2 separate regions of the Zea mays genome follow, and region 2 is linked to region 1. Evidence: chromatin contacts called from public Hi-C data. All regions are on one chromosome and are shown on one strand. The core of a region is the stretch at or near the end of the contact, and the rest is flanking DNA. Distances in the headings are between cores, read along the strand shown. Region 1 overlaps LOC103641124 (pentatricopeptide repeat-containing protein At3g59040). Region 2 holds the start of LOC103641127 (F-box protein SKIP19).

Evidence for each region. A called contact is a pair of places that touch in the nucleus more often than the background predicts.
Region 2: a Hi-C map of ear shows a contact between it and region 1, with 1.7 times the contacts expected there. The contact joins the promoter of LOC103641127 here to the enhancer-like site in region 1. A contact is called at or near these places in 2 of 25 Hi-C or Micro-C datasets (ear and tassel).

What each region holds. Positions count from the first base shown.
Region 1 is chr10:61,339,410-61,345,988 of Zm-B73-REFERENCE-NAM-5.0, forward strand. It overlaps LOC103641124 (pentatricopeptide repeat-containing protein At3g59040), which reads left to right. Exons shown (of 7, transcript XM_008664493.2): 7 at 1-711. The coding sequence ends at 468. Among protein-coding and RNA genes, the nearest start is that of LOC103641124, 7.8 kb to the left of the region's middle. Within about 2 kb of position 3,667, at least 13 of the 20 cell types and tissues checked have an H3K27ac peak or open chromatin away from gene starts, as enhancers often do. A contact at or near this core is called in ear and tassel, where this site is marked.
Region 2 is chr10:61,607,838-61,614,587 of Zm-B73-REFERENCE-NAM-5.0, forward strand. It overlaps LOC103641127 (F-box protein SKIP19), which reads right to left and starts at 3,089. Exons shown (of 2, transcript XM_008664497.4): 1 at 2,253-3,089; 2 at 1,518-2,149. The coding sequence starts at 2,593. The coding sequence ends at 1,696.

The DNA of each region.
Region 1 (6,579 bases), core at 2,417-4,916:
ATGCGGATCCAGGGTGTTGAACCCAACCAGACTATATATACCACTATCATGGACGCACAAGGCAGGAACTCGGATTTTGGAAATGCTGTCATTTGGTTCAAAGAAATGGAAGCTCGTGGATACCCACCAGACCAGAAAGCAAAAAATATCCTACTTTCGCTTGCCAAGACACCAGAAGAGGAACAAGAAGCGAATGATTTGGTAGGGAATGGTCCAGTTCAGCTGGAAGTGAAACCTGATGGAGAGGTGGATGGTGACGATGGGCATGAAGTTATACAAACTGATGCCGAAAATCACCGTTTGCTAGACGACACACGAGCAAGAAATCATGTAAATGGTAGGATCAGAGCTGGTGATGACTATAATTTTGATGAGGAGGATGATGATGACGATTACGAGGAAGAGGAGGATGAAGAGTTCGATCTTGTTTCTTTCAAAGATAAGAGAAAACTGAATTTTGCAAGTTGATGTCATAAATCTTTGTGTATATTTTTATCCAACAAACACATCATCGCATGATGGCCTTTCCTATACAGAGACTAACTTGAAATGTTAGTAGAGTTTGGCTCGAACCTTGAAAGATGTTTCTGTTAGCCTTGTCTTTTGAAGGAATGTAATTTAAGGCAGGACAATAGTGGATCTGTGGCGCTGGTAGTTTATCAGGGCAAGGCATTATATTTATATTACTTATTTACTTATTATTTATTAAAACTTACTCGTGCTTGGAGGCTCCTCTACGCTTTGCACGTACGACGGGCCTTTGGCGTGGCGACTCGTCGTAGAGCTGGCTCGTCCACATTCGAGCTTCGCCCTATATACGTATTTGCCATGACTATGTTGCTTTTCTAAAGTTTTCGGAGCAGTAAAAGAGATACTCCAAAAATTTATACTATTGCTTTGAAAACACAATAGAGTTCGTAACTCTAGAGTTAAAGTATTTGGCTGACTCTTGTCAACTCCTTCTTAAAGTTCTGCTTTGGAGCCATGTCAAACACCCTAAAGCTAAAAGTACTAGCTAAAATTTAGCTAGCATTAGAATGTTTGGCTTTCTAGATAATATACTAGCTAAGCAAAATAACACTACTCTTTGAATTTAGTGTCACCAATATTTTAGTCATGGTTTGCGGAGCGTGTAAATAGATGTGTAAAATATTATTTATATTATACTATTTACAAAGTGTAGTTTAAAATATAGTGACATAGAGAGACTGTGGGAGACAATCTTAGATAATAGACTAGCAAATATCTTTTAAATTTAGCATCACTAGTAAAAAATCATGCTATACAGATTAATTATTTGTTATTAGTTGGGTTAAAGAGATAATACTGCAATAAAGTCAAGGTTCTATTTTGTTGGGACGGAAAAACGTGACCTAGGCACTCGGGCCTGAGACAGTGGCACAATAAAACAGTAGGCTGAGAGCGTGAAATGTCTTGTCGAGCGTGTCCTATCCTACTACAGGACGAGAGTATTTATATGGGTAGCCGGGAGTTGGTAGACTCAAGTACAAATATACCTCCGGCTAGCAACTATATTTCCTATGATAGTACAACATGGTAATTACAAGACTACAAGTACAAGTTCCCTTGTTACAACCGAATTAGTACCATGCCTAGTCGCTAACAGGTTTCGCTGCGGTCGAACGGCATGAGGGCTTGACACCTGTCCTCTTTCCTTACGAGCGAAGACACGGACCCTTCGCTGACCTTGCTGACTCATTGGAGTCAACCACCCTCGCCTCTAACGGGTCCTTGGTCAACGCTCGAAGGCCTATGTCACCGCGGGTGAGTACACCCCGCTGGCTTCGCCGTCAAGACGCTAGCGCGAAGGTTGGTAGTCTTTGCAACGCATCGCAGGGCCTTCGTTCCTTCCCTATTTGACTGCCCCTGCACTAGGCTCTTTGGAAGTGGATTAGTGTGCGAGGGAAAATGCGATCGAGGCGTCGTTCGGCCTTTGCTCTAACATCAGCCCCTCGAGGGATAGGTTCAACTTGTTGAGTCGATTCTGAAGTCTCTTTAGATGAGGTGGATGAACGTTGTCTTCGGTCACAAGTGGAACCAACTTTTTTTGAATGGTGATCTTGGGTGGCGACGTAGCGGCTATGACCTAGGCGGCACGACTTTTGATGGTGGATGACTGTGTAGTTTTCGAGGCGTCGCCCGCACGATATAAAAGGGACCAGGGCAGGGCAGGGCAGGCGGTAATTTATTTTCCGTGCCTGCCTTGTGTTCGTCTTCTCTACAGCCCCTTTCAGCTCTCTTGCACCACTCATGCACCGTTCTTGCTGCCGTCACGCGCTATGGCTAGGGTGAAGCAGACTGCACGCTGTCGTCATCGGTACGTGCTCGCCTTGTTCCTCATCGTCGTCGTCGAGTGTCGAGCCCCCTATTGTGATGTCGTCGCCGGCAGGTGGATCCGGTGCTCAGCGCGCTGCTGGTCAGGAAAATATAGAATTTGGGCGGTCAGCGATTTCCTCGAATCACGTACGCGAGTTCCAACAGCTATGTTATTTTGGAGCGAGGAGTGAGCGTGTGCCCGATATCGAGAATACTCCGAACCCACAGGGGAAATTGTAGTCTTCGAGGCGTTCTTTGATACGTGACTCCGTTTCCCATGCCACTCGTTCTTTGTCAAAGTCTTGGGGCGCTTCGGTGTTTAGCAGCATCAACTGACTCTGAACGCTATTGTTGCATTGTCCAAATTCCTCTGGGCGACGACTACCTATGGTGGGGAGCCTTCGATCAAAGAATTCACGAAGCACTATTGCCTTCATTGGCAGAAATGACTGTGGGCAGCAAGGTGACTTAATTTGGAAGTTGCACCTTTACCCCGAAGACTGGCAAAATTGGGGGCCAGGAACAGGTGGGGCAGCTAGGTTAAGTCGTGGTTCTATGTGAATCTTGGTGAAGGTGTTCCAGGCATGGCGCAACCGACGACCAGTGCTATGGTGCCGCACGCCTTCGTTGCCTTCCCAGATTTCGATGTCGAGGAGAAGGATTTGGATGAGGTGGCGTTGCGCCACGCAAGAGTGATGAGCAGTGGCTGGGACTTAGTTGAGGAATATATTGCATAAATTTGTGGCCACTGAGCAGTGGACTAAGTGTTGGTGAAGTCGCGTGACAAAAGGTGCCGGTTAACAATGACATTTTCAAGAAGGATGTTATGGTTGTGAGTCCTACCTTCGCTATTGAGCTTGGTGGACAGGATGGGGCAGCCTTTGTCAGTGAGGTTGATGGGGAGGCTATTAAATTTATTGGGAAATATTCAGTGAAGATTGAGCTGACAAAGAGCATGTACATCCGAGGGGGCAACATTCAATTGAATAGAGCTTTTGAATTGAATGGACTGGAGTATGGGCCGTACCCCGAGGATGTGGAGTAGGGATGGATTTGGATGTCTGGAGATCTGAATTATTCGAATTTGTATTCGCATAAGAGGCAAATATGGATATTCGTATTCGTATTCGAATTAAATATGGATGGCAAGGAGAAAACATCCGAATTCGACTAAAAAATCCGAATTCGGATTCGGATATCTGTTTTATTGTTGGATTTGGATTTAAACGGATACATCCGGTTATCCGAATTTCCATAAGCCAGCTGACAGCCCACGAAAGCATTTAGTCGGGCCTCACCCAATGTCCTAGCTCCTTGGCCTGCTAGTGTTAGTCCAGTAGCCCACGGACCATGCCACCAGCCCACCATGGAGTGCAAATGCATTGCCGATCGATGGCTCACGCGCAGCCGGCCAGCCGCACAAGCACAGCGACTCGAGCATCGAGCAGAGCAATCTAAAACTAGTAGTAGCGACGGCGGTGGCGGCTGCTGCTCATCTTCGGCCGACGGTGGTGGCGGCTGCTGCTCATCTCCGGCCATTCGGCCTGGTCGTCCGCCTGAAGCCCGCCTGGAGCCTGTCTGCCTACCCGACCAGAGTACCCGGTGCTGCTGCCGATCCAGCGCCCTTACTTGTAATCCACTAATCCGCCCTTACCATGTGAATTTGGTGCTTTGTAACGGTGAATGACATGATAAATTTACATATCCTTATGTTTTACGAAACTAGCAATAAAGGAAAAAGGTGAAGTAGATTAATAACACCATGGTTCCAAGAACACATAAGGTCATCAGGAAACAAGCAGGTACATATATTTCTAGGAAACTTTTCATATTATTGAACCTATCAGTCAGTAAATAAGTTCAATCTACTAACTTTTCTAGGCATTTTCAATATGGAATTTATTTCTTACAGAGGTCAACGACATCTATAAATGAAAATGAACTAGGTGAAGGTGACAACACCAATGTGAATGCAAGTTAGAACGTAGAGGCTAATAAAGAAGCAAGTGGTGCAGCTAATGATGTGATTGAATCTCATACCCCAATAGGAGAAACTTCATCCACCAAACTCAGGCGTACAAAGAAGAGAACTTTAGGAGTTTGGGATCACTACAATGATATAGTTGTTGAAGAAAAGGTGGGTGACATGGTTGTCAAGAAGCCAATGGCAGCATGCAAGTATTGTATAGATGTTCTTTGCGCTGCAAGCAAGCAAGGTACCACACGCCTTTGGAACCACTATTATTCATATCATGATGAAAACAAGGTGAAACCTAGCATAAGGAAACTGAGTTCAGATGATTTGATTTATAATGAGGAGGCTAGTGTTAGAAAATACTATCTTGCAATTATTATGCATGAGTATCCAATCAACTTTTGTGAGCATGAGTATACAAATGACTTCATTAGATCTTTGCGTCCAAATTATCCATTAATTGGTCGCAAGGGCAGTAGGACCAAGATCATGGATATCTTTTACAATGAGAAGAAAAGTATTTTTGACTACTTTTGCACTCTTGACTGTCGATTTAGCTGTACCATGGATTTATGGACTTCTAATCAGAATAAGGGGTATTTATGTGTGACATGTCATTTCATTCCATGTATCGTTCTTCTACAAGTCGCCCTATGCAACAAACTAAAGTTAAAACTGCTAGATCTGTTAGAACATCTCAGTGCTATATGGACTTGAATGAGGAGCCAAAGAGAAAAAGATTAAGTTCATTTTAAGGGACAATGTTGATATTGGAAGAGCAGCAATCTGAAATAGATCAATACAATAATGATCCATTGTTGAGTTGGAAAGAAGGTAACTACTTTGACATTTGAGCTGGTGGAAGACCCATGGTGCAAATTATCCTATCCTTACTCAAATTGCAAGAGATGTATTGGCTATTCCTGCATTAACAGTGGCATCTGAATCTGCATTTAGTGCTGGAGGAAGAGTTGTTCACAAATATCGTAGCCGTTTGGACCCTCAACTTGTCGAGGCACTTATTTGCACAAAGGATTGGATAAGGGCCAAAAGAAAAGGTAATTGTCACTTCTCAGTATTGTAAATTATATTTCTAATTGGTATATTAGATTATTAGTCACTGATTTTCCCCATGTGATTTTTAATTACAATTTCAGATCCATATAATGTAACTTCACTTCTTGATGATTTATCTAATATTATTGACACCGTGAGTGATGATAATGTTGATCATGATGGAGGTATGTAGACTGCTTAGCTTGATTACATGCTATTTTGTTTTTATCTCAGATTTATTTTACTATATATATGCTAATTCATATTGCAGATGCTTCTGATGTTGTTGACCACAATGTCGATGATAATGACATTGTTCAAGTGGAGGAAGATTAGGATTATCTTTTTTTATAGACAAGCTGAGCTGCTTCATTCAATCATTCTTGGTGCTTGTTATTCAGCAATATGCACTTTATGTTGTTCTGTACTTTTGTCAATTTATGTTGAATGTATCATGTATGGGTGTGCTGGTGAACTTAACGGTGAACTGAATGCATGGGTGTGCTGGTGAACTCAATGGACCAATTTATGTCATATTTTTTTATTGTTATAGATTATATATACTACTAAATATGCTCATAAGATCTATATATATTAACACTGTATTTACACTATGCTCATAATTTACTTGTAACATGATTTTTGTCAACTATAAATTCATCGATAAAATAAATTGACACGTTATGACACTACATTTCAAGTCAAGTAAATATCCGAATGCGAATTCGAATTCGAACTATTCATTTTGTATTCATATTCGATAATATTCGTATTCAAATTCGAATTCGAATTAAAATGTGGTAAATAGTGACATCCGAATTCGTTTCCATGCGCATCCGATCCGAATCCATCCCTAATGTGGAGGAAGGTGAAGAGAATGCTGCTGCCACCGTGAAGTGTGTAGGAAACGGGTGACGTCTAAGAGGGGGTTGAATTAGGACTTCTAAAACTTTCTCTAAACTAGGCCACAAATAAATCCCTAGAGCAAAATCTATGCAAACAATCAAACTAGAATGTGCAAACTAGGTTTTGTCTAATTGTTGCTATCTCTACCGCGAAAGCTAAGTTTCAATCTAAACAAACTAGCTAGAAAGACAAGATTGAAACTTAAATGCTTAATGTAAATGCGGAAACTAAAGAGTAAGGTAGAGATGCAAACTCTTGTGGATGACGCCGGTATTTTTACCGAGGTATCCGGAACCGCGCAATGT
Region 2 (6,750 bases), core at 1,839-4,338, 270 kb after region 1:
AGTCAAGGTTGGGGATTCTACTGGGCTCGCACTCTCTCCCTTTTTGCCTCGCTAAATGGACTTATAAGATAGTGTGTCGGGCAACATGGCATCACGAGATCGAGGGAAGTGGAGGGCACGACCTTGTTGTGTCTGATGCGGGAGACGTCGACCACGACGCTGGGGTCAAAGCCCTAGCAGCCCTAGATGGGCCCTTGAGAGACGCGCGGGTGGCGGACGCGCGAGCGGTGAGGAGCTGGCTATGGCTCGCCCGGAAAAGGTGGTGGGATGCGGTGACTGCGAAGGGAGGAGTGAGAAGTAAGGCTAGCTCCAATGGAGCCCCATCCCGCTCACCCTGTCACCCGTAGGGGGCACACTCAAGCTTCAACGGTTCCTTCTCGGGGGAATGCTCAACGAGGGGAGGGAGAGAAATCCTCCCTTATATGGGGAGCTCTAATCTCCCCCTTTCCTTCATCAGCATTTTTAATTGTGAAATTAATTATTTTCAAAGTTATTTATTTGATAACAATGTGTATTACATTACTATAAATATTGTAGTATTTTTAAGACTTTAAAAACTGGTGTATAAAAGTCAATAACTCTGTTGAAGTGTATAGGGGTGCTGAATAAAGGGAATGGTTGCAGAGGAGATGAAATAGAAGGAAGAGGTATTTAAATATGAATAGAAAGTACGAATAGCCGAATAGGATGATTTGAGAGGGAGAATGATTGGAGATAGCCTAAGGTAGGGTTGGGTGGAGGCGGGGGTGAGGGAGATGCCGATGCACGCGAGCGTGTGAAGGGATACAGACGGTCCAGATTACAGGAAGGCAGAACAAGCAGATGACAAAACCATAGGAGACAGTCTACTCCTTACATTCATCATAGTAGTAGAGATTTTGAATAAGAAGGAGATTTTAACCCCTCCAATTTACTCCATTTCTTTTGCTCCTAAGGGCTATTTTAGCAACCTTATTTTTTCAAAGAATTTTTATTTTTATAAGGAAAATTAGTTTATTTTTTCTTGGTAAAATAAGAAACATTCGGCAAAAAAATGAAGTTGCCAAATAACATGTCCGCAGGGGATTTTTTTGGTCGCAAGTACATGGATGAGTAGGTATTCTGAGACGGGGGTTACCAGAACATTGCAAACAAAGTCCTGACCGCTAGCTTCTGTGTATATGCTAATAATAATATACTATAGTCTAAGGGCCTGTTTGTTTACCCCAATGGATTATATAATCTGGATTATTTTTGGAGGATTATATAATCTGAGTAGTCCTGTTTGTTTACCCAGATTATCTGGCGTGTTTCTGTTGGGCGGCGGGCTTCTCCGATCCGATAGGCGCAAAAACGATTCGGTAGATTATAATGGCAATGGTGGGTAATTTCTAGAAAACTTGAAAGGGTAGTGGGGAAGTGGGAAAAAAATAATCTGAAATAAGCACCTCCTCACTTGCTTATGGATTATCATAATCCAAGGGGTTAGATTATATAATCTGGGCAAATAAGTTAGACTGTTTGTTTGCCTCTTAGGATTATTTAATCCAGATTATATAATCCGGGGGTAAACAAAGAGACCCTAAATATGAGTACAGACAACTGAGCCTGAGTGGCTGAGTCATCAGGTTGCACGTGTAACTTCCTGATACCTACAGCACTGGGGGCCCAGGCCATGTGGTTGTGGAAATTCCTGAGACGGCCGGCCGGCCGGACTCACCAAACTCGATCGGGGACGGGAAGCGTGAGGGCCCGGATGCCGGCGCACCTAGCCCGCAGGGAGCCATCAGCGATGACCTTGTAGCAGTCCCGCAGGCAGAGGGACTCCAGGCGCGGGCAGCCGTCGAGGACGGCCACCAGCTCGTCGTTGCTGATGTTGCTGCTGACGAGGGTGAGGCTCCGCAGCCCGGTCATGGCCGCGATCCCGAGCGCCTCCGCGGTGCGCCGGGAGTAGTTGAGCGAGAACCTGAAGCACTCCCTGCGCAGGCGGAAGCGCGCCAGCCGCGGGCAGGCTCGGCCGGCGCACTCCAGCACGTGGCGGCCGCCGACGTTCGGGCAGAGCTCCAGCGAGAGGTCCTCCAGCTTGGGCGCGTTCGTGACCAGGTCGGTGAACCCTTTGTTGGTGACCTCGGGGCACGACACAAGGCTGAGGCTCCTCAGACACGCGGACCTGCAGCAAGGAGTTGTTGGTTGTAGTTGAGACTTGAGAGAGGGGAATTAGATTAGATTAGATGGTGTGGTGAGAGTAACAATCAGATTAACAGGGTATGTACCTGCCCGATATGTAGTTGAGAAGATCGTCGGTGACGAAGTGCTTCCCCGAGAAGACCTCCAGCCGGCCCCTGGAGCGGCCCACGGCCACCCTGGCCATTCCGCGCAGGACGTCGCCGCCCATCTCCTCCACCGCCCTGTGGCTCGCCATGTCCAGGGACGCCCACAGCTCCGGCTCCTTGGCCGCCTGGAGCCACGAGCGGCACACGAGGCCCGAGCCCATGAGGATCTCCACAGGGCCAAGCCTGCCGAAGACCAGCACCAGCGCGTCCAGGGACAGCTCCGACCAGTCCCTGCCGTTTGCCACCGTCGGCGCAGGCTCGCAGGGAGGCCCTGCCTCCATTCTTGTTCCTTTAGCAACAGCCCAACAGCGACACCTGGGAACGAGAAGGGGACCAGTAGTTCGTTAGCTGCTTTGCCGCCTTAGGATGCTTGTTACGAGGCACGAATCGAGAACAGATCGACCGTAAGTATGTATAGCTCCGGCCAAAGCTGTCGCCGTCGTCGTCGTCGAGCTCGGGGTGAGCGAGTGACTAAGGAGGTGTTTGGTTTGAGAAATCACTCTATCCAAAATGTGGCGGTGCATCATGGGTCCATTCTCCAAATTTGGTGGGATGACCTCATTCCTCATATTAGTACTAACTAACTAACTATAAGGAATAAGGTGATGATGGATTAACTCATTCCATTCTACAAACCAAACAAAAAAAAATGAGGAGTGAGAAGATGATAGACTAGCTCATTCCTCAAACCAAACAACATATAATTAACTTCGGTCGCCCGAAGCCAGACGGATAAATATCGGACAGGTAGCCTGATGGCGGCATGGCGCGGCAGCCTAGCCCACGGGATGGAAACATTGAGGAACGTTCTCACCGGCACGGCACGCTGACTGCCAAGTTTTCTTGCAAGTGAGTTTAGCTCGTGTCATTTACATTTACTCGTCCTTCAGCATCCATCTGCTATCCCATCATTTAGATGCTACTGCTTGGTATTTTCCCAGCATCCTCTGTCGAGCACCGGCAGCGTGTAAAAAGGAGGGCAAGTCGTGGGTGCCCAAGTTTAGGAGTTGTCTCCTACACTACAACGGTAGTTCCTAGAAACCGGAGCAAGTCCTGGGCGCCCGTGGAATGAAGACGAAGGAGGGGAGGGCGGAGCCGCCACGCATCTGTCAGGTCGAAACCAGAGCAAAGACCTCTCGTCGAGCACCGCCGTGTCGTCACGTCGAGATTGCAGGCACACCGCGCAAGAAGCCTCGACTCGTCGAAAGTGTTGGCATCGATCCGGACACCGATCACTACGATAAAAACTGTCAACGGTGCTCTCTGCGGAAACGCGGACGGTCCGCGGCGAGGGGCCGAACGGTCCGCGACCTGGCGCAGGGGCTAGAGTTCTATCTGACGAGCCGGACAGTTCACGCGTGCGCAAGGACGGTGGAGTTTGCCAACGGCGTCTGGATCTCACTCACAGGAGGGATCCCATCGAGAAAAAGAGATTCTAGACTTTGTCTTAAGATCGAGAGACATACATTAGCATTTTACACTTACACATTGAGTTTTAGGTCAATGCATTTTGTTTTGTATTATTTTAGGAAACTACCTCTTCCTCTTTTTGTTGCTGTTACAATAGGTGCACTGATTATGACAACTACGTCTCTGAATACCTGAACAACCTATACAAGAACTCACAAATTTCTACCTAGCACTTTAATAATTTTGCAGATTCTGTTAAATGGTGCAGTTACTTGCACTATGATCCACTCTAGGGCTGTTCAACAATTGTCGAAACGCATATGACTTATTGCCTGATGCAGGCACTTCGTATAGTTGAGTTGATGGTCTATTTCCAAATTTTTTAAAATGCACTAGATGTTGGGGCGAAGGCGAAGACGCTATCCTTCGCTCCAGGCCTTCGTCACCTCGCTGCACCAACGGAGGCAAGATGACCGGCGCGGCCCACCCTTCGTCCTCCTCACTGCAAGACGAAGGCCTACGACAAAGTCTCTCCATCCCACGTCCTCACCCGACCTGGAGGCCCACGTGGGATTCAGCCCACTGTAACAGGCCTCGCACGGAGAAGCGTGTTACGGGCCCGATTTGTAATAGCTAGCTCTTCTGTAATGACAGTCTATAACCCTCCCTTATGGGAATATTCTGGGGATAGTCCAGGTGCCTGAGGGCATAAACATCCTTACATTGGGACGTTGGGCACTCAGGCACCTATAAATACCCCCGTATAGTGCCCTTGAGAGGCTGGATTAACAGAGCGATCGCCATCTCGAGTTAAACCTTGCTTGCACTCTTTCCACTCCCCCGTTGGATCAACTTGCCCAGGAGAGCAAGTTCCAAGATTAGACATCCTAACATTCCAAGGCTTCACAAAGTTCTACTTTATGTTAGGCTTTGACTCCAGTTCATTTGAAGTTCAAGTTTTAGGTTACTGCATTTATTTTCAAGTAAAATGGACCATCATACCATTAAGCTGGAGAACGAACTCCACTGTGACCATAATTGCTTGCAGAAGGTACAACACCTTGCAGAGGTCCTCTTCCATATGAACCATTATTTGCTACTGAAACATTCAAGCTGTTCGGTTGCTACGGATTGGTGGGTCAGAACGATTCCTAACCGGATTGTTTCTCTAATTTATATAAACTTTGATTAGTTGGAACGATTCCGGGTGCAATCCGGCACAAATGAACAAGGCCTTAGGGTTTGCTTGCGCGACAACGAACTATTGTGAGCAGTCATCATACCATTAGCACTGATGTTTGGGAGTTGCTTTTGTTGCATCTAACATAGTTACCATATCATCTTGTTATGTTTAGATTTGTATGAGCTATCGTTCTAATGAGTAACCTTGATTGTATCAGATGAAGTTGGTAGATAAGGCAACATCACTGTCTAGTGAAGGTATTTTGTATTGACAAATAATCTGCTTTACATGCAAATTAGTGTTGTATTTTTATTTGCAATGTAGCAACACTATACTACTAATTATTGTACTTTTTTCTAGGGTGTTCTGGACAAAGAAAACTTGTGCCTTTAAACAAGAGGATACAAGAATTATTGTACTTTTGTGAACCGCTTGAAGCATTAGTTCTTTTGTGAATGATTTTGTAAAGTGTTTGCAAATATATGTCCAAAACACAATCTTGGAACCTGGTGATTTGGTATGGGTTTATTTGAGAAAGGATAGGTTTCCTGATTTGAGAAAGTCTAAACCCATGTCATGTGCTGCTGGTCCTTATAAAGTTCTTACAAAGATCCATGATAATGCATACACGCTGGAGTTGCCTCTAGATTTTTGGATTAGTCCAACCTTTAATATTTCAGATTTGAAGCCATATATGGGTGAGGAATATGAGCTCAAGTCGAGAACGACTCCAATTTAAGTGGGAGAGGATGATGAGGGCATCATAACTATACACACAATGCATGGACCGATAACACGTTCACGTGCATGACAGCTAAATCTCTAGGTTCGTTATAACCTAGTCAATTGTGTTTTAGAGCTTATACTTGGGGCCATGTATGTTTTGTTGATTAGGGACCTTGGAGAGGACCAGCAAGGACTTGGGAAAGGCCAATGTGTCAAGGAGTAGAAGCAATGGCGTCCACAAAGGAAGGAGATCAAGTCTGATTAATGTGCGATTCTATCTCGAGTTACAGGACCAGTCTGTACTAAAACGTACGCCCAAGACACATATGAACTCCAATTGGGTTGGGCTTGATATGGTTGGAAAGGTAAGGAAATAAGCTAACCTACCAAACTAGTCCCGACTTAAAATTCATCTGGAGTCAACATGAATCGTCGAAACCAGTCAGCGTCTAGATTCTATTTTGGTGCCGTGACACCTTCTGTTGGGCAGTTGGCCTATGTATCGCGTTGGAGCCCATTAAAGGGCAAAACTTCAATTGTTCAAGATCATGATTCCTATATTATTTATCCTAAGAATGACCATGCTAAGATTGCTCAGGCTGATAACAGTAATGTTCATCATGCTTATGTCACTAAAGCAAAAGCATCTCATTCTAGGCATTCTGACTCTCATGCTAAAATTGGTCAAATACCTAAGAAGAAGATTAAGAATGCATCAAATGGACCGCATATGTCATTTCATACTTTTGAAGCTTCTTATGTGCTTACGAACAAATTCGACAATGTAGTTGCCAAATATGTTGGGGCTTCGACACAAGATCTCAAAGACTTGTGTTTGCGTACCAAAGGTGCTTATTGCTAATGTGAAAGGATCCAAGATTGTTTGGGTACCTAAGAACAAGGCCTTAAATGTTTTATAGGTTTATGCATTTGGAGGCATAAGTTGGATTATTGATAGTAGATGCACAAACCACATGACGGGTGAGAAGAAGATGTTCTCATCCTATGAAAAGAAAAAGACTCCCAAGATGCTATTACATTTGGGGATGGGAGTAAAGGTAAGGTAAGAGGTCTAGGTAAAATCGCAAGCACCACCGAGCAGTCCATTTTAAATGTATT